Linked DNA regions of Callithrix jacchus: region 1 is linked to region 2. The links are chromatin contacts, called in public Hi-C maps. All regions are on one chromosome and are shown on one strand. Each heading gives the region's core, a stretch centred on a gene start, on an enhancer-like site or on the middle of the called end of the contact. The rest is flanking DNA. Distances are from core to core; before and after follow the strand shown. Region 1 overlaps SEPTIN9 (septin 9). Region 2 overlaps SEPTIN9 (septin 9).

What was found. A called contact is a pair of places that touch in the nucleus more often than the background predicts.
Region 1: a Hi-C map of induced pluripotent stem cells shows a contact between it and region 2, with 3 times the contacts expected there. The contact joins two enhancer-like sites. A contact is called at or near these places in 3 of 3 Hi-C or Micro-C datasets (induced pluripotent stem cells and skeletal muscle).

What each region holds. Positions count from the first base shown.
Region 1 is chr5:133,312,040-133,315,943 of calJac240_pri, reverse strand. It overlaps SEPTIN9 (septin 9), which reads right to left. Exons shown (of 12, transcript XM_035301885.3): 10 at 3,572-3,668. Among named protein-coding and RNA genes, the nearest start is that of SEPTIN9, 210 kb to the right of the region's middle. Within about 2 kb of position 1,818, at least 5 of the 16 cell types and tissues checked have an H3K27ac peak or open chromatin away from gene starts, as enhancers often do.
Region 2 is chr5:133,144,547-133,148,077 of calJac240_pri, reverse strand. The region is part of intron 2 of SEPTIN9 (septin 9); the gene reads right to left. Among named protein-coding and RNA genes, the nearest start is that of SEPTIN9, 41 kb to the right of the region's middle. Within about 2 kb of position 1,662, at least 3 of the 16 cell types and tissues checked have an H3K27ac peak or open chromatin away from gene starts, as enhancers often do.

The sequences.
Region 1 (3,904 bases), core at 569-3,068, 170 kb before region 2:
CCCTCAGGGTGTTACCCCACCCGGCCCCGTCCACCTTGTTTAGCACTGCTGATTCTTGAGCTTGTGAAAGGTCATCCACAGTAGGTGGCCTCTGTGTGTGAACACGTGTGTCCTGTGTGTGTGTGCTCTGAACACAGGCAGGGACACATGCACTTCATACAACATGCACAGGAAAAACAGAGAGAGAGAGACAGAGAGAGACAGAGAGAGAGAGAAACACAAGAACTGTGTTTTGTCTGAGTTCCACAGCCGTAAGGCTGGAGGGGGATTCAGAACCCACACACTGGGCTCCAGGCTGCTCCATCAGGGAGCCACGTGGATTTTCCCCAAGTTAAAAATATCTGGTTTTAGGCTGGGCACGGTGGCTCACACCTATAATCCCAGCACTTTGGGAGGCCGAGGCAGGTTAATCATGAGGTCAGGCATTCAAGACCAACCTGGCCTTGAATGGTGAAATCCTGTCTTTACTGAAAATACAAAAAAATTAGCTCAGCATGGTGGCAAGCACCCGTAATCCCAGCTACTCGGGAGGCTGAGACAGAAGAATCGCCTGAATAAAGGGAGGGAGTGGAGGTTGCAGTGAACTGAGATGGTGCCACTGTACTCCAGCCTGGGCAGCAGAGTGAGACTGTCTCCAAAAAAGAAAAAATATATATATATACACACACACACACACACACGTTGTGTGTGTATATATATATATATATATATGTATCTATGTGTATATATGTACATAAATATGTATATGTGTGTATGTATATGTATATGTGTGTTATGTATATATGTGTGCATATATGTATGTGTATGTGTATATATGTATATATGTGTGCATATATGTATATGTGTATATATGTATATGTGTATATATATGTATATGTACATGTGTGTGTATATGTATATATGTGTGTATATATACGCTATGGTTTTTTACTTGGCAGGCCAGCAGGCAGGGTCAGGGCCTCCACATTGCCTCTTCTGCCCTCAGGTGCTCTTGGTTCTACGCCAGTTGCCTTTGCCTGGGCCCTGCCCTCCTGCCATGGCCCGCGCAGAGCAGTGTCCACCACTCTCATCTAACTCTGAGGGCAGAGAGAGCCGACAGGAAGAATGGGGCTCTCGAGTTGGAGTCGGAGTGTGTGATCGCTGCTCCCTGGCTTGGGCAAGTTATTCTCATTCCCTCAGTATCCAAATGGGGATAATAACATCAGCTACTTCTCAGGGACATAAGATTAAATGAGTTCATGGCCTGATTAATTTCACCCCACACTTCTGTTGACAATACTCGGGGTGGTTTCTAAGGATAGGAAAGATGCCCTTCACCAAGTGGGAGACAAGAATGAGCCAGGGCCCTTACTGGCCCGGTATCAGGTAAACTGTGAACTCAGGCAGCCCCGATATAAAAACCCATCCACGTTGAAGGCACGTTTCCAGGGTCCTCATATAAGTCTGCTTAAATGTGGGCCCCACCACCTCACAACTGTCCTGACAGGTTCCAGACTGTTCCTTAACTGGAGTCAGTGGCGCTCCCCAAGGCACAGGTCAGAGAGCTGCAGGGACCCCAGCCTCGTGCATTTCCAGTTTCAGGCACCGGCCGCCTGCAATACTCAACGTTGGCCACCAGAGTGCAGCAGAAGCACGCCCAGAGCAAAGCCGTCGGCACCTCCCAAGCCCATCTACTGCAGGCTCTCCTAATCCTGCCTTTCATAAAAAGGTTCCTAAACAGCAAGAATTATTTGGGCAGAGAGGAAGAGAGGAAATGCAGGCAGAGGGGCCAAAGGGATACAAGCCAGCCTGACACCACAGGTGGATACTGGTAAACACCCAAGCTGTACCCAGCTGGGCAGCTCCCACAGGGTGGGCCTGGTAGGGGTGGCAGCAGGGGAGGAGGGCAGATGGGAAATGACTGGTGTGCCTCTCCACACCCGCCTCCAGGCACGAACTCCCATCTCGAGGGAGTCTGGTGCAGGCCTGGAGCTGTGCATTCTAGAGCTGCCTCCCATTCTAGGTCCCTCTGCTCACTGCACCTCTTGCACCTCTCTGCAAGGAGGGTTGGTGCGGGGAGCTTCAGGTATAAATGAGATGACCCATGTGAAGTGAGCAGCGCAGGAGCATTCGACGCCTCCTGGTAACTGTCATTATGACTATTTTCTTAGAGCAACAGTTTCCTGAAAAGCTCTAGTGGCCTTTGGGACAGTCTCTCAACTCTCTGCAATCTTGGCACACTGCACCCTTTGCGGATGATGAAAACTGAGGCCCTGGAACACTAAGAGACTTCTGCTTCCTCCTCTACTGGGACTTTCAGCCATGTGCTCTCCCAGAACAAAGTGGCTTTTCCTGCTCCATTTCCCTCTGCACCTTCCCCTCTTCCATTCTAATGAGAAAGGAAGGGACAGAGAGAGGAAGAGGAAGGAAACATTTAGGCCCATCCCTCCTGGGGTGCCACTGCCAGGAGTGGGTTGAACTGTGGCCTCCCAGGGGCTCCCATCCATTCAAAGATATGGTCAAGGTCCAGGCTCTGGTACCCATGACTGTGACCTTACCTGGAAACAGTCTTTCTTTAAAGATTAATTAAGGATCCCCAGATGGGATCATCCACTTAGGGGAGGCCCTAAGCCCAAAGACAGACATCCTTAGAACAAGGAGGAAAGAGGCCGGGCGCGGTGGCTCACGCCTGTAATCCCAGCACTTTGGGAGGCTGAGGCGGGTGCATGACCTGAGGTCAGGAGTTTGAGACCAGCCTGACCAACATGGCGAAACCCCATCTCTACTAAAAAGGCAAAAATTAGTCAGGTGTGGTGGTGCCTGCCTGTAATCCCAGCTACTAAGGAGGCTGAGGCAGGAGAATCACTGGAACCGGGAGGTGGAGTTTGCAGTGAGCCAAGATCCGGCCACTGCACTCCAGGCCTGGGTGACACAGCAAGACCCCATCTCAAAAAAAAAATAAATAAATAAAAGGACGGAGGAAGGGAGGGGACAGAGACACAGGGAAAAAGGCCTTGTAACAATGGGGCAGAGATTAGAGCGTGTGATGCCTATACAAGACAAGGAGGACTGTGTGGTGCCACCAGGAGGAAGGCACCGAAGAGGTTGGTCCTCAGGCCTTCTGGCCTCTAGAACCGTGAGAATACATTTGTGTTGTTTTAATACCTCTAGTTTGTATGCTAATTGTTTACAACAGCCACATTCCGGAAACTTCAGCAGGGCAAAGGTCCGAGGGTCCATCTGGCTCACAGAGCCACAGCCCACACCTTTTCTAGGCCCAGAAAGGTTGGTGATTTGTCTGGGGCCACACAGGTGCCTGTGAAAGAGCCTGCACCAGGACCTAGAACTTGGGGGCCCCCATCCTAGCTCCCATCTCCCGGAATCTTTCTCTGCCCTGGGGGAGATCTGGAGTGGAGGCACCTGCACAAGCCACTCGCCTGCTCCCTGTCCTATGGATTGGGTGGGGACAAGGAGACCCCCCCGCCGCTCTGGGTGGAGCAATGTAGCGGCTCAGGTTTGGCCCACGGGCTCTGGGCCAGCAGAAGAGACTGTCTTCCCATCTGTTCGGGGCCCCGGTGCCTGCCGAGAGTACCTTCAATGGTGCCCCACTTGGTCTTCCTCCCAAGGATCCTCTTGCCGTTGACCTGGTACTCATGGTCACTGCCCACCACAGCGAACGGAATCATCTCCTAGGGATCAGGTGGACGGTGCTGGTTACATACGTGCAGGAAGGCCATTCCCTCCCCTGGGCCCCTGGGAGGAGCTGCCCTGAGACTAGGGTCCCCCAAACACGAGAGCCTCAGCCTGAGAGCAGCAGGTATGCACACCTGGGTTCATGTCTTCTGGCTCGAGGGTATATCTCATGGGTGAAGGTCCCCCAAACCCCCACCCACCACCCCTTTCAGCAGAACTGGGAGTCTCCCAG
Region 2 (3,531 bases), core at 413-2,912:
CCCCACTCCTCCCCACCTCCCAGCAGAGCCAGCTGGACATATAAAAAGAAGAGAAGCAAATCAAGAGCCCAGAGCATGAGGCTGGACCAGCCCTTACACCGCACGCAAAGATAAACTCAACCTGCATCAAAGACATGAACTCAAGAGCTAAAACCACAAAACTCTTAGAAGAAAACGCAGGGGAAAGCCTCATGACGCTGCATTTGGCAATGATTTCTTGGATAGGGCATCAAAAGTACATGCAACAGGAGAACAAACAGATAAAGTGGAACATCATCAAAATTGAAAACATTTGCATATCAGGCCCAGCGCAGCGGATCATGCCTGTAATCCCAACGGTTTGGGAGGCTGAGGCAGGTGGATCACCTGAGGTAAGGAGTTCGAGACCAGCTTGGCCAACATGGTGAAACCCTGTCTCTGCTAAAAATACAAAAATTAGCTGTGCATGGTGGTGCATGCACGTAAGCCCAACTACTTGGGAGGCTGAGGCAGGAGAATCACTGGAACCAGGGAGGCAGAGGTTGCCGTGAGCCGAGATCATGCCACTACACTCCAGCCTGGGCAACAGAGTAAGACTTCATCTCAAAAAAAGAAAAAGCATTTGCATATCAAAGGGCACTAAGAGCGTGGTGAGAAGGTGATCCTTGGAATGGCAGTAAATCACAGGTCGGACCCGGGATGAGTATCAGATACTAATCTACAGATCGCCTAACAGTCAGCAACAACAAAGGGTGAAGGACTTGAACAGACATTTCTCCAAGAACATGTGCACATGAGCAATAAACACCAGAAGATACCACTGGGGAAATGTAGATCAAAACCACAAGGAGAGACCCCTCACAGCCACGAGCTCCGAGGAGGCGGGAAGACGCCTGGAGGGTAGTGGCCAGCTCCAGGCTGCCCCTAGAATTCTCCCAGATGCTGAGACCCACCCCGGCACCCCACCAGGAGCACAGGAATGAGTGGAAAAGGCCAGCGGCCACCCCAAACGGCCAGAGGGGGCCAGCAAGGGGTCTGGGACATGGAACCATTCTGTGCATCCAGACACAGGGGGACAATAAGGGGATGAAAGGTGGCCCCTAAAGTTTACGTCCACCCAGAGCCTGTGAACATGGCCTATTTGGAAAAACAGTCTTTGCAGATGTTATGATGTTAAGGATCTTGAGATGAGACCATCTTGTATTACCCAGTGTACCCTAAATCCAAGAACGAGTGTCCTTCTAAGAGACAGGCAGAGGGAGATTTGGGGCAAAGAAGGAGGCCCCGTGACAACAGAGGCAGAGACCCAGTGATGTGACCATGAGCCAAGGAACACCAAGGGTTGTGGGAGCCACCAGAAGCCACAAGAGGTGAGAAGCAGGCTCCCCCTCCGAGCCTCTGGAAGGAACTAGCCTGCTGATGCTGTGATTTTGGACTTCCGGCCTTCAGAATGGTGAGAGAAGAAATGTCTGGTGTTTTGAGCCACCCAGTTTGTGGCACTCGGTGACGGCAGCCTCAGGAAACCACTACAGGGACCAGAGTCCCCACAGGGCCAAGCAGGAAGTGGGTGCAGGGCACATCAGGCCAGGCCTCTCACCCTGGAGATGGAAAAGCAGAGCTGGAGAGGTTGAGATGGGACAGGCACTGCGCGTCCAGGGGTAAGAACTCCCAGGGAATGGCAGAGGCCATCGGGGACAGCAGATCAAGGGACAGGAGGGAGGGGTGAGGGCTGAGGCACTAGCCTTCATGGGGCCTCAGCTCCCTGTCCACTGGTGACCTGGGGCCCCCCTAAGAGGAGCTGGGGTCTTCGCTGTGCCTCACTGCATCAGTGGGCCCTGGAGACATCCAGCAACAGCATGGCAGAGCCCCCCCCAGGACCCTGGGCTTGCATTCACCACCATGCACAGACGTCCACGCCCCCTGCCTGCAGCTCACCCTCATGGCCTGTTCCCAGCCTCCCAGCCCCACAGAGCTCCCCAGTGGAAAGTTCCCTTCTTGGAGACTCTCTCCCTGCTGAAATACAAGCTCTTGGAACAAGATAAAACTGCTTAATTTGTAAAAGCCACAAAGCCCGGTCCAGAACAAAAAAAAACCTCCGACCCTTGGCTGGAAGGAGTGGCCCGCCATGCCTTAGCGGCCAGTCACCGCTCCATGACTCACGCCGGCCCCCTGACAAACCCTCCAGCACCTTCCCAGGGGAAGGCCGCAGCCCCCAGGGAGGGCGGGAGAGTCCCCAAGCCAGACCGGAGCCAGACACTGCCGGGGGAGGGACGAGAGGGCAGGTCTCAGGGCTCCCGGGGCTTCCCTGGGCTAGGCAGACAGTCATGGACACGCTGGGGTAGGACCACCCCCTCCCACAAACCCTTCCTGGGCAGCTGCAGGGCAACCTGAGCTGGACACGCCTCACACGCCAGCCCAGTGGGGCATGGGGCACCCACAGCCACGTCTAGAAGTCACTGGGCCGTTGTCTGCCAGGGTGGCCTCTGTCACACAGACATGGAGTCCTCCCCACGGCCCCTCCTCAGGCCAGAGCACGTGGGGATCAGAGCAGTTCTCACAGTGCCATGTGGCCAGAAAAAGCGGCAAGAGCCACACCCCAAAAAGAGGAAGAGCCCCTCAGTGAGGGAAGAAGCACCCAGAAAACTCAGGATGCTCAGAAGCCCGCAGGAGGTGGGGGCGCTGCCTGGGGGCCGGGCTGCTCCCACCCCTCACCTTGTAGATGACGGAACTTCGGCCCAGAGCTGCCAAATGCCTTGCTCAAGGCCACCCAGCAGGGACAGGAAGGGAACTCACTTCCCCAGGGACTGCTTGGGAGCTCTCAGGTCTGGCCAGGACGAGAACCTTGTCAGGGAAACAGCGAGGGGATCCCCGTGTTCATTCGGAAGGCAGCCAGTTTACAACTGAGTTTTTTAAAATGTATGGGGTTTTTTTTGTTTTGTTTTGTTTTATTTTTTTTTCAGGAAAACACATCTGAATGGGATTTTGCAGAAAGCATCTTTCTTCAAGGCACAGCCCAAGGGGAGGTCCCCACTTCACCCCTGGCTGTGCTGTCCTCAGCCAAGGCCAGCAGGGATCAGAGTACTCTCTGGGGCACAGCACTGGCTGCTTTCAAAGAGTGTTTTGTTGAGTTCATGAAAAGCCCGTGTTTAGTGAGCCTGGGAGGTGCCACCACTTCCACCTCCCCAGAGAGCACCCCCTCAACCCACGCCTCTCTGCCCGGCTCTCAGATCCCCTGCTGGTCACCCATCTGGGCCTTCATCTATAAAATGAAGGCCGAACCAGAGGCTCCCCGAGGCCCCTGACAGCCAGGAGGGTGGAGTGACGTCCTCCCGGGCTGGTGGTCGAGGAGGCAGGGGACTGCCCAGGCTGCCTGGTGGAGTGGCCACTCTGAAGACTGCTCCACTGTGCAGCCCTGGGGAAGGCCTCTCCCAGCACTCCCTGTCCTGCAGCTCCTGCTGGGCTGAGAGCAGGACACTAGGCCCCACACCCACCCGTTTCAGTGGGCCTGTGCCCATGAGCTCAAACAGATAAGATGCAGTTCCATGACCACCC